Linked DNA regions of Mus musculus: regions 1, 2, 3, 4 and 5 are each linked to region 6. A link is a contact called in public HiChIP or PLAC-seq and promoter capture Hi-C data. All regions are on one chromosome and are shown on one strand. The core of a region is the stretch at or near the end of the contact, and the rest is flanking DNA. Distances in the headings are between cores, read along the strand shown.

Region 1 (2,700 bases), core at 134-2,633, 710 kb before region 6:
ACTAATTCCATGTTACTTCCTTCAGATCTTTTTGATGAATACAGCAATCACAAGACACACACCACTTGGGGCCAGTAACTGCTGTGAGTGACCCGCGGGGAAGAGCGCCCACCAAGTTAAAAAAAAAAAAAAAGCCCTACAGGACGCGTCCCACCCCACTGCACCGCAAGCTCTAAAGATGACCTGGCTTTGACAGCTTAGTTTGAGACCCCACGCGAACAGCTGGCATCTCGGGGGGGAAACTTAACACGACGTCTATCCTTTCCGCGGGAATTTATCCCGAGTCTCACAAGGCTTTTCTGCTCCGCAAAGAGCAGGCCTTGCTTCCCAGGACACAGGGCTCGCCCCTCCAGCGTCTTTACAGCGAACAAAACAAGACTTGGGAACAGAAAACGAAACGGTCACGGACCTGCCGAGCGGCCTCAGGACGCTCCCCAGATCCGCGCAGGGGGTCGGGCGGCGGTGCCTCCCCAGGCGAAGCGCCTGAGAGGCCGGAGCCACCGGTTGCGGTGGAGGCTCAGACTCGGCCACCGCGCTTGCTGTCGCCGCCGCCGCTGCTGCTGCTGCCGCTGCCGCCGCCGCCTAGGCCCTGAGAAGTTGAGCGGCCGCGCGGGCTGCGGGTTCGCGCCCCGCCCGGAGCGAGCCCGGGGGGGCGGGTCCGCGGGGGCTCGGCGGGAGGCCGCTCGATGGGGGCAGGGGACCGGAGCCTGCAAGTTGGGAGCCCGCTACCGCCACCCGGCCACTTTGGCCTCTCGCGCCCAGCTGGGCTGACGCGCGCCGCTCGCCCGTTCTCCCTCTCTCTCTCTCTCTCCCGGCGCCGCCGGCCTCCGCCGCGTCCGCGAGGTGCCCGGGCGCGTCCCCGCAGCCCCCGCCGGCCGACGCGCCGAGCCTCGGGACCGCGCCAGGCCGCGCGCGCGGGCGCCGCGTCCCCCCACCCACTCCAGTCGTCCCCCCCGCCCAACGCGCCGCCGCCGCCCGTTGGCGCCTCAGATCGCGCGCTCGCTGCCCGCTGGCTCCCGGCGCTTCCCGCTGGCAAAGTTGCTGGGCCTCTTTGGGAGGGCGCCGCACCACCCCTCAGGCCGCCGCGCGGGAAGGCCCAGCCGGCCGCCCCGCTTTTTTTACCTGACGGGAGTTTTCGCGCGCGCGCTTGCTCGCTCTCCCCGCTCGCTCGCACGCCCGCCCGCTCGCTCGGTTTTCTTTCTTTCCTTCTTGGCGCTCGCCCGCGCGGGGCGCCTTTTCCGCTCGCGCTGCTCGCGCCCTCCTTCCTGCTGAGCCCGGCAGAGCGGGGCGGCCGGCAGCTCTCCCCGCCCCCCTGCACCCGCGCTCCGGCGGAGGCGGCGGCGGCGGCGCTCCGCGCTCCGACTCATTCCAATATGGCACGGACGCAAGGCGCATGCGCCCGCGGCCCCCCCACTCCCTCCCCCAGCTCCGCGGTCCTCCCTCCCGGCAACCCGCGCCCCTCGCTTCGCGCGCGTGGCACTCCCGACCCGGCCTCCCCAAGCCCACCGGCTCGCGGAGCTGGAGCTGCACGGGAGACGACGCGTCCGCGGGCCCGGGTCCATAACCCGCCGCTTTGCTCGCGTCCCCCTGTCCGCACCTCGCCGAAAGACACCCGCGAGGCCGTGGCGCTGGGCGTCGCGGCGTGAGCCTCTGATCCCCGACGGCGCCATGGACGGAGAACGGCTTGGAGACGGCGTCCTCGGGCTCCGGAGGCGCGTCCTGGCCTTGCTTGGGATTCTGGAAAGAAAGACCTCACCTCGGGCTTCTGGACAGAGCGGCTCGGGACCCCGCGAAGTCCCTGATCCATCCGTCCCTGGCGAAGCGCGCCACTGTAGCCCGCACGTGACCACCTCGAGCAAGATGGTATTAGCAGAGAGGCAGCAGTTCTGCAGGTCCCCAAGGGGCGCATACCGTGGCCGAGGGAGCTGCGCCCGCCCGCCGGACCACGTCGGGAATCCTACACGTTCTTTGAGATCTAGCAGGGCACTCTAGTGCTCGTCTACCGAGTCCGACTCGAACGCCTCTACGTACCTCATGTCCAGGCTCAGTAAATGAGTTGTCCTGCCGCAAAGGGGCACAGGTTGACCTAAGAGCTTCAGGAGAAGCTCAAAAATGCTGTGAATCAGCCTCGAATCGGAAGGTGCCCACAGGCAGTTACGTTCGGCTACTCAACCCTTCTTCAGCGAGCACAGGTGTCAATAGGAAGCACACCCACCTGCTCCAGAAAGTTCCCTCAGAAGAAAATCCCAGCGCCTGTGGGATCCCGGAGTGCCAATGAGACCAGACTCTCCAGCCTAAGATGGCCTCAGTCAGGGGCTCCTACTCAAGGAAGACTCCTTTCTTTTAGAGAAGAGGAGGCGAGACACACACACACACACACACACACACACACACACACACACACACACACACGAAGGTCTTGGGATGCTCCCATTAGCATCTTTCTCATGTTTTTGGGCAACCTTGGGAAATATGCACATTACAAACGCCAGATGATTTTTTTCTTTTTGTAAGTGTAAGCACCATTGAAAAGACAAAGTAACAAGAAAAAAAAATAAAGAAGAATATAAAAGGATATTCAATTATTGCTACACAATTTGAGCTCCCACCCACCCCCTCCCAACACCCCCCCCGCCCCGGCCAAAAACAAAAAACAAACAAACAAACAAACAAAAAAACCCTTCTTCATAGATACATGCT
Region 2 (2,700 bases), core at 150-2,649, 650 kb before region 6:
TTTCCCCTAATCTCCCTAATCACCCTGTGAAGCTGCAGTGCTGTTCTCATTCAAAATGAGGAAGCTGCCGGGATGGAGGTATGTGCTTGTTACCCCAGCACTTTGTAAACTGCAGCAAGTACATCAAGAATTCAAGGCCAGCTTGGACTACATAGCAGTATCTTTTCATAAATAAATAAATAAAGCCAGGACTGGTGTCTCATGCCTATAAGCAGAGGCAGGGCATATCTGAGGTCAAAGCCAGCCTGGTCTACACAGTGAGTTACAGGACAGCCAGGGAGGCATAGAGAGATCTTGTCTTTAAAAAAAAAAAAAAAAGAAGAAGAAGACAAAGACGAAGAAGGAAAGAAGGAAGGAAGAAAAGAATAAACCGATGCTCAGAAAAAAAGCCAATTGATTTGAACTTTTTTTTGAGACAAGGTCTAAGTATGTAACCCTATCTAGACTGGAGCTCAGATTGGAACTCACAGAGAACTCAACCTCTTGAGTGTTGGGATGAAAGACTTGAGCTACTACACCTAACCCAAGTAACTCTTATCTTAAAAGGGGCCACCTAACCTGAATCTAATTCAGCCTGCTTCTCTCTCCTAACCTCTTTGTGCCTCTCTAGGATAAAGGTGAAGGTGGACTCTGGACCATGTGGACGAACTAGCAAGTGTCATCTGCAAAAGAAAGAAAAAAAAATACAAAGCCAAAAAAGAGTCTGTCCAAGGACACACAGCAGATGCAGTTTATTAAGTGCACACTAGGATGCTGGTACTGCGCTAAGTGAGCTTATTCAAAAGATCCCAAACAATCCTTGCAAATTGCTTTCTGAATTAGATACTATTACACTCATTTTTGTCAACAAGGAGCTAAAAGCTCAGGGGCTGAAGTGACTTGTCCTAGGTCACTGGACAAGCATTGCCTGAACCCGATCCTTGTTCTTAGCTACGCCATATGGGCTCTCTAAACTCAAAGAGAATCAGAGTTGAAGAACAGTTTTGAGGATCAAGAGTGAAACACTCCAGAAATGAACCCCTTAAAATATCAGATTAAAGTAGCCTCTGTCTACTGTTTGTTGATAGTTGTTTAAACTGTCTCCTATCATCACACGGAAACACAAGGCTCAGAAAGAAAATGGCTTGTTTGTAGTCACCAGCCAAGACTGGGACCGCAGTCTCCCAACTCCTAGACCCGGCGCCCCTCCCCGCCTCCGTGGTCCCCCGTGGAACCCTGTGCAGTGCGGGGGACCCAGAGCAGCTTCCCCGGGAGGCTTGGCCGCGGCACCACGCGCTGGAGCGGGCGCAGCAGAGTACCTGCAGCAGGAGACCCGAGGAGGCCAACCGGGCCGCCTGGCCTAGCACCTCCTGGCTGCCCATAGCCCCAGAGCCACAGCTCCGAGGAGGAAACGGGGCCCGCGCCCGCTTCGTCGCGGAAAAATGGCGTCACGGACAGGCTCGCTCCTGATTGGGTCTTTGACAGCAGGGGCGGAGCACAAGAAGCTGCGACTCCAAACAACTTTTGAGGCTGTGTCTCTTGATTTTCTTGGGGTGTCTTGATTTTTGTTGTTGTTGTTTTGAGAGTGTGTTCAGCGCCGATCCCTGTAGACCATGTTGGCCTAGAACTCGCAGTCTCTGGAACACTGGGATAACTGGGGCGCACCCCTAGCCCCAACTGATATCTTTTGGCTTGATTTTTTTTTTTTTTTTTTTAAGACAGGGTCTCATTATGTAGCCTTGGCTATCATAGAACTCGATATGCAAAGCAGACTTGCCTTGAACTCAGTGATCTGCGGGCTTCGGCTTCTGACTCCCAAGTGCCGCAACTCCAGCTGTTATTTTGAAATAAGGTCTTTCTATGTAGCCAGGGCTGGCCTGGAATTCACTTAGAGAGACTAGGATAGCCTTGAACTCCCGATCCTCTTGTCTCCAGCTCCCAAGTGATGAGAATTAAATATTTATTTGTTTTTGCATAGTGTAGTTGTGTGTGTATCAGTGAACTCTCAGGCATCAGTTCTCTCTTTCCACCTTTACATGGGTTCTGCAGTCAAACTCAGATTGGCAGGCTTACATGGTAAGCTCTTAACCTGCTGGGCTAATTTGCAGGCCTGCTAATTATCTTCCCTGTACTCCTGTTCCCTGTTCCCCAGCAGAAGGCCCTGTTTCAAAGCAAAGGAAAACAGAACAAAACAAGCCAGCAGTGGCTGCTGCGGGACAAAGTGCTCAGCAGAGACTAATCAGTGAGATTCTTGCCATTGGCGATCACACGAATGTAGTTACATAACCCTTCCACCAACTGGGCTGGACAGGACTTCTCCCAATTTTGCAAAGGAAGAACTGAGGACTGAAGGTCAGACACAGAATTTTCATGTATGTAGTTCTCTGTAGAAACCTTCCCAAGGCTCTGATACTTGGCCTGGTTGTCGAGAGGAGAAAAGTAAGCCTTGGAGGTGTGAGGTGCCTTGTTCAAATCTGCACATCATGGGCCTGGGCAGAACAGATCGGGGTCAAGGGTCAGACTGGAAGTACTTTATACTTTTTTTTTTAAAGTGGCCAACATACGCAATCACCATTTTCAAAGCTCTTTGGCCTTCCTTGCTGTCTGGTAACTGCCTGTCATCTTACACATCACTACCATCTTTATCAGTACATTTTAGATGCTCATATTTGGATCCCTTCATCCCAGCACTCAGGAGACAGGTGTATCTCTGAGTTTGAG
Region 3 (2,700 bases), core at 166-2,665, 940 kb before region 6:
AGCACAAATGTCCCATAGTTCCCTGGGGTGCCTACTCAATTAGCCTATGTGAAAGCTTGTGTTCTAGGCAGAGAATCTAGCATATGACACAAGGAGTGGGTCCTATACTTGAGGGGTGGCGGCTCTCTCAGCTTGTTGCTGCCACTGGCTTGGTAGAACTAAGAACTATGAAACATCGCTCATCAGTTTCATAATTGTGCCTGTTTGTGCACAACATTCTATGGCCACCCTGATAGCAAAGAATACTGAAGAACTGGTTCATTAGACTCTGGGTGATGGCATAAAGTAATTTACATAAAGGAGTAACATCAGATTTGAGTTTAAGAAAGATGTCTGCAAACCGGGCGGTGGTGGCGCATGTCTTTAATCCCAGCACTTGGGAGGCAGAGGCAGGCAGATTTCTGAGTTCGAGGCCAGCCTGGTCTACAAAGTGAGTTCCAGGACAGCCAGAACTATACAGAGTAACCCTGTCTCCAAACAAACAAACAAAAAGAAAGAAAGAAAGAAAGAAAGAAAGAAAGATGACTGCAGTAGAAGAGACAGGTTAGAGGGGAAAAAAAAGCAGGCAGCAGGAACTAGTTGGGGAGTGGGCATTTAGCCAGAAAGACTGGTGGCCTGTACTAGGGTGGAGATGCCGGTTTGACCTAGTGACAGGAATAGAACCAGCGTTGGGGACATTAAAGGTAATTGTTACCAGCTTAGGAAACTGCATGGCTGGTCAAGCTACTCACTGAAATAGGGTCCATGAGAAAGTGCTGGCGAGAAGATGCTGAGATGAGTTTTTAAGGAGTACAAACTACACAAGAGACAGGGCTTGCACGGTGGCCCTGAACTAGGCTTTGGGAACACATGGCCCCTGTTCTCAAGAAAATTTCAGGTGACAGGAGGTTTGCAGATAAAGAAAACTAATACCGAAGAATAGACAAAATCCGGGGCTCCTATTATAGGGGAAGTTGAGAAGCTGACCTCTTATCTGAGAAGAGTCCCTGCCCATCACTCCGGGCCTGTACATTTGAGGATGCCCTAGACGTATCCCTTCCCTCATCGCCCCGGCCAGGTCCCAAGTCCCCGACCTGCTTGCCGTCTCGCCGATGCTTCACGAGCGTCACCTCCCCGTAACTACCCCTGCCCACGACCCGCATGTAGCAGTATGCGGCCTGGGGCATGTTCCCGAAGGAGGCCTACAGTCGGGAAGCTGTGGCAGCGGCGCGTAAGGCTGCGGGAGGCCCCGCTCATGCCAGACGGGAGGTGAAGTACTCCATAAACGCGGCCCACCGCGGGCAGGAGCTTCGAGGCCCGGCCCACCCGGACGCCGCTACCATAGCGATACTGGCGGGGTAGTCCTGCGCATGCTCAGAGTTGGAAGACGCGCCATAGAGTCGACCTAGCGGTGGCCAGAGCTGCTCCTCGTGCTTGGGGGAGGACCTACCATCGAGCCGTCGCGGAAGCGGCCAGAGCGGTTCGGCAGCCCCGGAGGACCTGCCATAGAGCTTCGCTCCTGGAAGGCCAGAGCGACTCCCGAGCCGCACTTCCTGCGTTTTGGTTCTACATTTGCTCATTGAATCCTTTCTGGTTCTAAGCGAGTTACGCGTATGGTTCATTCGTTCTACAAATATTAACCGGCTATGTGCTTGGCTCACATTCAGTTAAAAGAGTGGCCAACTCTAGGCTTCACCAATGATGTTTGCTCTATTTGTTTTGTAGCGTGTCAGTATTCGGCCTGCCGTTTTGGTGCATTTGGTGAAGACGTCAATACACTTCATCCCTCAAAGTTTCAGCCTGCTTTACTGAGACTGGCAAAGATCTCTCACAGAATGATTGCAAACCCACCATCCTGAAAGGCTTGCCAGAACTTCACATGCTGCTTCCACGGAGCACCAAGGCCCCCTTTTAACGCCTGTCTGTGAATGCACAAGGCTGCGAAAAGAGCTACCTGCCTTGCCTGAAGAATTTACTTTTAAACAGGCGCACAGTTACTCATTATCCCTCTGTCCCGTTGAGATATATATGCATATGTCTTCTACAAGCCAGAAATGTTTTCCTCCAGGACAGAAAGCCCTTCCTTTGAAATGTAAATCATCAAAAAATTTTGGCGTCTGTTTCCCATTTTGTGTGGGAAGATATAATCCCATCTTCTATAATTGCCAACTAGTAAATTGTAATTGCTTTTACAATGACCAACTGTTATTATTTATTATTATTATTATGTTACTGTTGTTGAGATAAGATCTTCCTCTACAGCTCATCTTGCAATCCTACTCTTGTGTGTTGAGTTTACAGCCATGTAATAGTAACATGCTCCCAAACCTTTGTAATTTTTTTCATTTTTCTAAGGAATTCCGTTTCTCATTTCTCTATTTTCCTATTTTCCCTTCATTGTTTGTTGGTGCGTGTGTGAGTGTGCGTGTGTGTGTGTGTGTGTGTGTGTGTTTGTGTGCACGCGTGCGAGCGCGTGTCTTAGAAGAGGTCTCATGTCACCATGTAATCCAGGGTTTTAGAGATCGGCCTGGCTCCGCCTTGAGTGTAGAATTATAGGTGTGTGCCCCCATGCCCAGCCCTCATTCTCGTCTTAAAAGGCCCAGTTACCTCTGCACAGTTGAATGAAGCGCAACTTTCCCTGCTACTGTCAATAGTTACTACACAGCAGTCTGCCCCCTCTGCTCTAGCAAATGTTTGCTTTTGTTTATCTTTAGCAATATC
Region 4 (2,700 bases), core at 166-2,665, 670 kb before region 6:
AAGATCAATGTCCTAACACTGATTTCACAGTACCTCACAGCAACAGTTCAGAAAGTGCCGAGGTCTCTATTGACAGAATCTTGAAGCCAACTTAAAAACAAGCAAAAATTATTTCAAAACCATACTATTTAACAATAAAATAAGGGGAGACTGCTCAAATGTTAAAGGTGAAAACGGCTTCCAAGTCTTAAGGGAGGCCAGATACTCTCTCTAACTCTGTCTCTGTCTCTCTTGGTCTCTGTCTGTCTCTCTCTGTCTGTCTCTGTCTCTCTTTCTCTGAAACAGGGTTTCTCTGTGTTTCCTGGAACTCACTCTATAGACCAGGCAGGCCTGAAGCTCAGAAATCTACCTGCCTCTGCTTCCCAAATGCTGTAATTAAAGGTGTACGCCAGCATGCCTGGCTTGAATTTTCATTTCCACATATGAAACGCCCTGGCCATGACAGAGACAGGGCACCAAACAGTGGCCACAACCCCAAAGATTAAGTTCTCTCCTCCTGGGAACTCAAAAAGAATTCATTATAAGGCCAGACTCCCTCTTCTCTCAAGACTCCTCTCTCTGACCTGTCTCCCTGTAAAGACAACTGTGACAGGGACTTCTTAGGTCCTATCTCTGTGCTATTCTGACCCTCTAACTTCAAACAGTTCTAGGTTTTGTAAATACAGCTAGCCTCCATATCTGAGGGTTTGTGATTCTAATGATTCAACTAACTATAAATCAAAAACATCCCAAAAAGTGCATTTGCACTGAACATGACTTTATGTGTATGGATGCTTTTATTATTATTATAGTAATAACAAATAATAAATTGTTTCCTAAACAAATAGTACAACAATAGCTCCGCATAGCACTTGCATTGCACTAGGTACAATTAAAGCATAAAGAAGAGTATGTCTAGGTTATACACAAAAAATACACCATTTTACACAGGGACTTGAGCACCTTAGATTTTAAAATATCTGGGATTGGTCTAAGAACCAAAACCTGATACCAAGGCACAATTGTATAATCCCCTGTCAATCCTGAGTTCACGTCTTCAAATAGTTCCTTAATACCTGCAAAGCATGGAGGCTCCTTAACTCTGCACTGGAGGCCTTTTATATACTAACTCCAGCTTTCTTTTTGGCCTCCTTTCTTCAGCCTCACCCTGTCTGTCACACTGTCATCCTGGTTCAGTCTGAACCCGACTGACTGGAGTATCTTAGCCTTCTACAATGGGTTTTTTCAGGCCCCTCCGGCAGGACAATGGGCTCTCCTCCTCATGAGCTCCCTTGGACAGGAGACCTCTCAGATGTTCACATCTCTTTTCCTCTTTGGCTTCTTAACAGAGCTCTAGTAAACAAGGGCCCGTACAGAGCCTGTGCTAAGTCTCCAAGCCCCGCCCACAGCCATGCACTAGCTAAGTACTTCACAGCAGTGGCTTGGCAAGAGAAGCTCCTTGAGGCCATGCTTGCTGCTTATCTGTGGTTGTTCTCAGCACCCACAGTGTACAGGAAACGTGGGGTGGAAGCATATATGCTCTCACTACCACAAACAGAACCGTTCAGAAAATGGCTGGAAAATGTATAAAAAGCTAGGATCTGATAATGAGATTTTGTTTTTCTCTAATTTTCTGCCATATAATACACGTTTATAATAAATATTTTAAATGATTTACTATGGGCTTTTCCAGTTAGGTTTTGCTGCAGCTTAAGTATAAAGCGTTTCCATGTATTTAAGCTTTGAGCCCAGCCCATGGTCCTCCTGAAACCCTCAGGAGATAGAGCCTAGAGGGAGAAAGCCAGGTGACAGGAGCATACTGTTGAAGGACATATTAAAACTCTGTTTCCCAACAGCCTCTCTGCATACACTAGCACCATGACATACAACAGCCTCTCTGCATACACTAGCACCATGACACACAACAGCCTCTCTGCATACACTAGCACCATGACACACTGCTTCACTTTGGCAACAAAGGCGAGTAACCGTGAGTTAAAGCTGTGGCCACCCTGAACCTCTCCTTCCTTTAAGCTGGTTACTTTGGGTAATCTGCCACAGTAACAGGAAGCTGACTAACAAAGACTTGGATTTCAATTCCACATCCCTACACAGAGGGAGAGACTATCTTCTGTAAGGCTGTGGAGTGATTTAAGGCAGACAACTTAAGTAAAACATAAAGTTAAATAAATATTGGTTCCCTATCTTATTTAAAAGCAGATAGAGCAAGCACATCTCTAAGGGTCCTCTGCTGCGGGCCCCAGACAAGTGTTCTGGTGTCAGCAGTCCCGTGGAATCCTTTTGTATCTTCTATGATCTCCCAACTGCTCAATGTGAACTCTGCTTTACTCACCTTCTGTCAAAATCTGCTTCAAGAACGACTGTTTGAAGAAGCTCCAAGCCAATCCTGCCTCCTTCCAGTTGACAAATGCCTGAAAGAAAAATGAGCATAAAACCACATCTCCAGCTTTTCAGATCTAAGCCTGGGCAGTCCATACGGCCCCAACTTGAATAGTTTCCCCTGACTCTTCAATCAGTGCTAAGAGCATAGAAGACATCCAAACATACCAGAAAATGTATATGACGGATAAGATTTGAATCGTGAATGTTTCCTACGGCCATGTGTTGACCTGATTGGAAGGTGGCAGAGCCTTTTAAGGGTGCCCAGTGAGAAGGGCTTAGGCCACCAAGGGTGTGCTTTGAAGGGCAGTGTGGGACCCC
Region 5 (2,700 bases), core at 133-2,632, 570 kb before region 6:
ATTGTTGTGATTATAAAAAGATAAAAATAGGCGGGCAGTGGTGGCACACGCCTTTAATCCCAGGACTTGGGAGACAGAGGCAGGCAGATTTCTGAGTTCAAGGCCAGCCTGGTCTATAGAGTGAGTTCCAGGACAGCCAGGGCTACACAGAGAAACCCTGTCTTGATAAAACCAAAAAAAGAAAAAAAAAAAAAAAAAAAAAAGAAGAAGATAAAGAGATATTAAGATATGTTCTATGGGGGTGTGGGGGGAAGGGTGTGTGTCAGTGGGGCCCAAGCTAAGGCATCCCTTCTCCCTGAGGTTCCAGCCACACGAAGGTATCATATAGAATAGAGTTTATTTAGGGCATGGGGAGGAAAATTAAGAGAGTAGCAGAGGCAGAGAAAAGCAGAGAGAAGGAGAGAGTAGAGAAGTAGAGGCCAGCCATGACCACGTGGAGAGAGGGGGTAAAGGAATGGGGAGAGAGGGGGAACAAGGGGGCAAGAGGCAAGGGAGAGAAGCAGGAGTAAGAGAGAGAGGAGGGGGCAAGCAGCCCCTTTTATAGAGGTCCAGACCTACTTGGCTGTTGCCAGGTAACTGTGGGGTGGAGTCCATTCAGACAGAATACACAAATAAAAACCCCCACCCTGTGGCACCTCGGAATAAATCCTAGCTTCCCGGCAATCCCCCAGTGACCTTGCTGGCTCCTGAGCATCTGCTGTGCCTCAGCCCCAAACTCTCAGTCACTCAACAGTGTCGCCCTCTTTCTTCTCTGCTTCCTATGCAGGCCAGGCTTAGGGTTAAAGACAAAAGTCAAGTCTGACCACAAGAAAAACCGGAATTCAAGCAGTGGGCTGAGAGAGCGCACAGTGGGGAGGGGCTCAGCAGAAACTTCCAGGGTTTTTTTTTGTTTTGATTTTTGTCTTTTTTTTTTTTTTTTTTTTTTTTTTTTTTCCAGAGACAGGGTTTCTATGTGTAGCCCTGGCTACTGGAACTCACTCTGTAGTCTAGGCTGGCCTTGGAGACAAGGCTGGCTTGGTATTTAATGGTCTACAAGACCAGGTTGGCCTTGAACTCAGAGCTCCTTCTGCCTTCGCCTTCCGTGTCCTGGGATTAAAGGTGTGTGCCACCATGCCAGGTCATTGTTCTTTTTCATTAATTTTTGTTAGCGTATAAAATACTGGGTTTATTATGACGTTTTTATATACATACATGTATTGCTATGCTTTGCTCGTACATAAAAAAATTGGGGCCTTTATTCAAAAAATGTTTATTAAAATAGTTATTTAGGTTAGATTCAAAAAATAAGAAGTGTTCCGATATGACTTCTTTCTGACTGTGTGGTTATTTAGTTCTCATTTATCCGTCTACCCCGTGACCTTTCCTCACCTCCCTCCCTTCCTCCAGTTAGCTCTCACTTCTGTTTTTCCATTACATCAGTTTCATTCTCTTCTGTTTCCCACCCTCCCTTAAGAGCTCTCCCACTCTCACGATCCCTTTTCTAGCTTACTGACCTCTAAACATACCCCTGAACACATATATGCATCCCAATTTAAATATAATTCTCGTATACAAGAAAACAGGAAGTGACTCTTTCTGAGTGCTGTCACTCAGTCCTCTGAGTGACAGCTGCCATTGCCATCAGGCCAGCAATGTCTGCTTTGGGGAGATGGGGAGGGAGAGCAGGGGATGGTCATTCCCCACCAGGGCCCAGCCACTCCCTGCTGCTCCTTGGAATGGTCTCTATGCAGATCTGCTCTAGCTGCAGGTTGCCTATGGGTAGGAGCTAGAGGACATATACAGAAGAGGAGAGTTAGGTTAGCTGTTGTAAGTGGGGTATGCGGCTAGGGAGGAGCCATAGTTCACGATGGATAAAGGCTGGTTTGGGGTCCCCCACACTCTTCCCAGCATCTCCTCACTTACAGGGAAAAAAAGCAAATTCAAATTTTCTTTTTTCTTTTTCTTTTTTGGTTCTTTTCCAGACAGGGTTTCTCTGTGAAGCCCTGGCTGTCCTGGAACTCACTCTGTAGACCAGGCTGACCTCGAACTCAGAAATCTGCCTGTCTCTGCCTCCAAAGTGCTGGGATTAGAGGCGTGCGCCACCACTGCCCGACAAATTTGAATTTTCTTATCCCACCCTTCTTCGTTGGCTCTCACAGATGTGGTTATTGCTCTCCATTGTGGGTTTGTTTTTTTTTAAATATTTATTTATTATATGTAAGTACACTGTAGCTGTCTTCAGACACACCAGAAGAGGGAGTCAGATCTTGTTACGGATGGTTGTGAGCCACCATGTGGTTGCTGGGATTTGAACTCTGGACCTTCGGAAGAGCAGTCGGGTGCTCTTACCCACTGAGCCATCTCACCAGCCCTCCATTGTGGTTTTTAAACTCTCCTTTTTTCTTCCTTCCTTCCTTCCTTCCTTCCTTCCTTCCTTCCTTCCTTCCTTCCTTCCTTCCTTCCCTTTCTTTCTTTCTTTCTTTCTTTCTTTCTTTCTTTCTTTCTTTCTTTCTTTCTTTCTTTCTTTCTCTCTCTCTTTCTCTTTTCCTTCCTTCCTTTCCTTCCCTTCCTTCTCTCTCTCTCTTTTCTTTCTTTCATGTGCATTGGTATATGTGTGTCTGTGTGAAGGCGTCAGATCTCCTGGAGCTGGAGTTACATGCAATGGTGGACTTCCATGTGGGTTCTGGGAAATTGAGCCCAGGTTCTCTTTAAGAGCTGCCA
Region 6 (2,700 bases), core at 132-2,631:
TAAACATCTGCCTGGCTCCTCAGCCCCATAGGGCAAAGTTCTCAGATAGAAGCTGGAAAACAAGGCCGTCTCCATTTTGTCTTCCCACCAGGGCAGGTACTCTGGCCTTGCATGTTCCTGTCACAGTGCTCAGCTCCATGCCAAGAGCATGCACCTTTGCACCCTGGTAGCAGGCAAGGGTTTACCGGTCAGAAAGGCTGCTATGAAAGCTTATTGTTCCCAGGAACCACTGAGCCTGAACGGCTCGCTGAGGTTGAGTGGGAGCCCAGGATGGCCCAGTTCCAGGCGAGGGTGGGGCTACAACCTCCCTTCTGTCAATCTCCTTGGTCAGGCACCAGAACAAGTTTCTCAGGAAACTATTCCTTGCAATCCAACAGAGGCTAGGGACGGAGCCTTCTCCAGGTGAATCAAAACCAGAATCTTCACCTGAAGTCTGTCTCACTGATGAATTTAGTCTGTATCCCAGTCGGGCTTCAGCAAATACAGCCACTTGACTCCACCCAACCTCTTAGCAGGGAGAAGCAGGACTTGTGCCTGAAGCTCTCTCCAATTCCACTGTCTACGTGTCTGGTGAGCCCAGCTCTGCTAACGATATAGGAAGGGCTGAAGCAGCAGAATTCCAGGCTCTGTAGCCCTTTCTCTAACCCCAAATGATACTGGGCTATCCCCCTCTCAAGCCATTTCATCTCAAAAGGATGGTCCCTGGCCCACCTTCCCAAAATTAAGGTCCGAGAGGTGGTGGAGAGTCGGGCAGATCTCACTCAGGCAGAAGCAGCACTGCCAAATGTCAGAACCTTAGCTCGGAACCCACAGTGCTGAGACACCAGCTTCGGGACCCCAGATGTAACCGCCAGGCCTCATTCTATAGGAGTACACTTAACCAGAAAGCCTGAGAGGCCAGGGGTGGAGATTCCTATCACTGTTACCTTGTAACTGTTAAGTTCCTGTCGCTAGTTCTCTCAAAACCCAGAAGGTTTCAGTGGCTTGAGCCCCTCCGCTTCAGGTCCTCACCCAGCCTAGGACCTGAAAAGCTAGCTACTCACCCGGGACAACTCCGCACCTGGGCCAGGACGCGAAGGACAGGAGCCAGGAGAGCCGAGAAGGCAGTGGCCGCTGATCCTCGCCCGCTGCTCTTTAACTGGCGTCCCGGGAGTGCCGCGAGCTGCTCCGTCTGGCTCCAGGCGCGGGTGCGGTCGCCCCACCTGGCCTGCGGCACACACCTGTGCGCGGGGCTCGACACGCCCCGCGCCTGCTGGAGCTTCAGTCCTCCCGGGCCTGAGTCATTCGCACCCCGCCTACCCCCGCGAGCCCCGAGGGCGACAAGGCGGCCACTTTACTGTCTTGGGACCAGGCCAGCGCCGGCTTGGGCAGGGCGGTACTGTGGGAGGCGGAGCCCGGAGAACTGCGGCGGGCGCCTGGATAAGAGGACCCTGGACCTCTGGCCCCAGCTCCGCGTGGTGGTGGGCGGTGGCCAGTGGCCGGGCCATGTTGCTAGTGTTGCTGATCTTGGCTGCATCGTGCAGGAGCGCCCTGCCTCGAGAGCCGGTAAGCATCCCCCTCCATTGTGGGCACCCTTTCGGTTCCCATCCGTTTAGCTGAACCCTGACAAGCGACAAGCGCCTGAAAACCTGCCAGCTCAACTGTCAAGGAATTGTCCATGAACCATCCTTAGAAAGGGGCCAGTTTGCACCCCTGAGCTAACCGCGATGGGTCTTGAACTCACACCACCCATCTATTGCCATCCTGGAAGGTATCAGTTGTCAGACTGCTTCCCAGGGGAATGAGGTTTAGAACTGTCACAGATGCCACCTGGGCATTTGAGTCGTAGTATTCTCCTCAAAAAGAAAAAGGGTGGTACTCAACTCACACAGGTATGCCTTGTCCTGGGTTAATGATGACAAACAAGACAGTACTGCTTACATCTGTGCTGCCCACCTCTTGGGTCAACAGACAGCCTGCATCAGTTTGCTTGCTTGCTTTTCCTTTCTGTCTAGGGCCATGTTAACTCCTGAAGGCAGCTTTCCTTTCTTCTCCAGTCCCCATGAATGAAAGAATCTTTCTAGGAGGGAAAAGCGCATCCTCAACAAGGCATTCAGATGCAAGCCCTGCTCTCTTCACACATTGGAAGGCATCCTTGGTGACTGTGGAAAGTCACAGCTTATTTATGGTGTCCTGAAGCCCTTGCCGTCTCTGTGCAAGAGAAAAAAACTGTCCTGGGGGCAGCTGTGAAGAACATTGAATGAACTCTGCAAAATGTAGAGCCCTCACCTGGCTTTTCCTACACACCTTGTCTTGCTCCCATTCAAGTAGAACTTGGTTCCTAGTAGGTGGCTCATTTGCTTAATAAGAGAATGTCACAAAGCAAAGGACAGTGGATGACATCATCCAAACCCCATTTGCTCCATCAAAACCTCTGCTTTCTGCCTTCACCAAGGTTTTGGAAATGAGAGAGCTGAGATCTTAAGAGTCCTTTGGGTTTGTCACATTGTGTCTTGCCACTGAAGATTACTGACAACTAAAATAAATGTTTTAGGCTCAATATACTATTTCCAAACTAGTACTCTTCCCTTTTAATGGAAACGTCAAAGGGTTTAGTAACTGGCCTTTCGTAGACAGTAGGGGGGTTTTACTTTTTTGAAAGCTGTTTTAGAAAGATGAGGTCACTGTCCCCAACGGATTTCTAAGTAGCTCAGCTGAGTT

The links. Promoter capture Hi-C pulls out the DNA fragments that hold promoters and counts their contacts. HiChIP or PLAC-seq counts read pairs in DNA pulled down with a chosen protein or histone mark. Capture Hi-C pulls out chosen DNA fragments and counts their contacts.
Region 1: a promoter capture Hi-C map of liver shows a contact between it and region 6, with 2.0 times the contacts expected there. The contact joins the promoter of Sfmbt1 here to the promoter of Il17rb in region 6. A contact is called at or near these places in 9 of 39 promoter capture datasets (the 3T3-L1 cell line, the C10 cell line, cranial neural crest and 5 more), 2 of 115 datasets of contacts at active chromatin or transcription factors (the SCID.adh cell line and embryonic stem cells) and 2 of 9 other capture datasets (liver and pancreatic islet).
Region 2: a contact with region 6 is called in an H3K4me3 HiChIP or PLAC-seq map of craniofacial prominence, with 4 times the contacts expected there. The contact joins the promoter of Rft1 here to the promoter of Il17rb in region 6. A contact is called at or near these places in 6 of 39 promoter capture datasets (3T3-L1-derived adipocytes, cranial neural crest, embryonic stem cells and 3 more), 1 of 484 Hi-C or Micro-C datasets (cerebral cortex) and 3 of 115 datasets of contacts at active chromatin or transcription factors (bone marrow-derived macrophages, craniofacial prominence and embryonic stem cells).
Region 3: a promoter capture Hi-C map of hippocampal neurons shows a contact between it and region 6, with 4 times the contacts expected there. The contact joins the promoter of Nek4 here to the promoter of Il17rb in region 6. A contact is called at or near these places in 2 of 39 promoter capture datasets (cranial neural crest and hippocampal neurons).
Region 4: a contact with region 6 is called in a promoter capture Hi-C map of hippocampal neurons, with 5 times the contacts expected there. The contact joins the enhancer-like site here to the promoter of Il17rb in region 6. A contact is called at or near these places in 5 of 39 promoter capture datasets (the C10 cell line, cranial neural crest, hippocampal neurons and 1 more) and 2 of 484 Hi-C or Micro-C datasets (cerebral cortex and cortical neurons).
Region 5: a promoter capture Hi-C map of pre-B cells shows a contact between it and region 6, with 4 times the contacts expected there. The contact joins the enhancer-like site here to the promoter of Il17rb in region 6. A contact is called at or near these places in 15 of 39 promoter capture datasets (the 3T3-L1 cell line, the C10 cell line, the HPC-7 cell line and 9 more), 2 of 484 Hi-C or Micro-C datasets (the HPC-7 cell line and cortical neurons), 4 of 115 datasets of contacts at active chromatin or transcription factors (astrocytes, forebrain, kidney and 1 more) and 3 of 9 other capture datasets (adipose tissue, liver and pancreatic islet).

What each region holds. Positions count from the first base shown.
Region 1 is chr14:30,714,298-30,716,997 of GRCm38.p6, reverse strand. Sfmbt1 (Scm-like with four mbt domains 1) reads right to left here and starts at 1,383. Exons shown (of 21, transcript NM_001166532.1): 1 at 1,123-1,383.
Region 2 is chr14:30,653,074-30,655,773 of GRCm38.p6, reverse strand. Rft1 (RFT1 homolog) reads right to left here and starts at 1,399. Exons shown (of 13, transcript NM_177815.3): 1 at 1,299-1,399. The coding sequence starts at 1,361.
Region 3 is chr14:30,950,092-30,952,791 of GRCm38.p6, reverse strand. Nek4 (NIMA (never in mitosis gene a)-related expressed kinase 4) reads right to left here and starts at 1,415. Exons shown (of 15, transcript NM_011849.3): 1 at 1,074-1,415. The coding sequence starts at 1,166. Gm41121 (a long non-coding RNA gene) reads left to right here and starts at 1,358. Exons shown (of 2, transcript XR_874490.3): 1 at 1,358-1,590; 2 at 1,705-2,360.
Region 4 is chr14:30,673,881-30,676,580 of GRCm38.p6, reverse strand. Rft1 (RFT1 homolog) reads right to left here. Exons shown (of 13, transcript NM_177815.3): 7 at 2,333-2,411. Among named protein-coding and RNA genes, the nearest start is that of Rft1, 21 kb to the right of the region's middle. Within about 2 kb of position 1,415, at least 55 of the 459 cell types and tissues checked have an H3K27ac peak or open chromatin away from gene starts, as enhancers often do.
Region 5 is chr14:30,578,148-30,580,847 of GRCm38.p6, reverse strand. No RefSeq gene overlaps it. Among named protein-coding and RNA genes, the nearest start is that of Mir3076, 7.3 kb to the right of the region's middle. Within about 2 kb of position 1,382, at least 67 of the 459 cell types and tissues checked have an H3K27ac peak or open chromatin away from gene starts, as enhancers often do. A contact at or near this core is called in the HPC-7 cell line, embryonic stem cells and pre-B cells, where this site is marked.
Region 6 is chr14:30,007,577-30,010,276 of GRCm38.p6, reverse strand. It overlaps Il17rb (interleukin 17 receptor B), which reads left to right and starts at 1,381. Exons shown (of 11, transcript NM_019583.3): 1 at 1,381-1,545. The coding sequence starts at 1,486. It overlaps Chdh (choline dehydrogenase), which reads right to left and starts at 1,277. Exons shown (of 8, transcript NM_001136240.1): 1 at 1,044-1,277.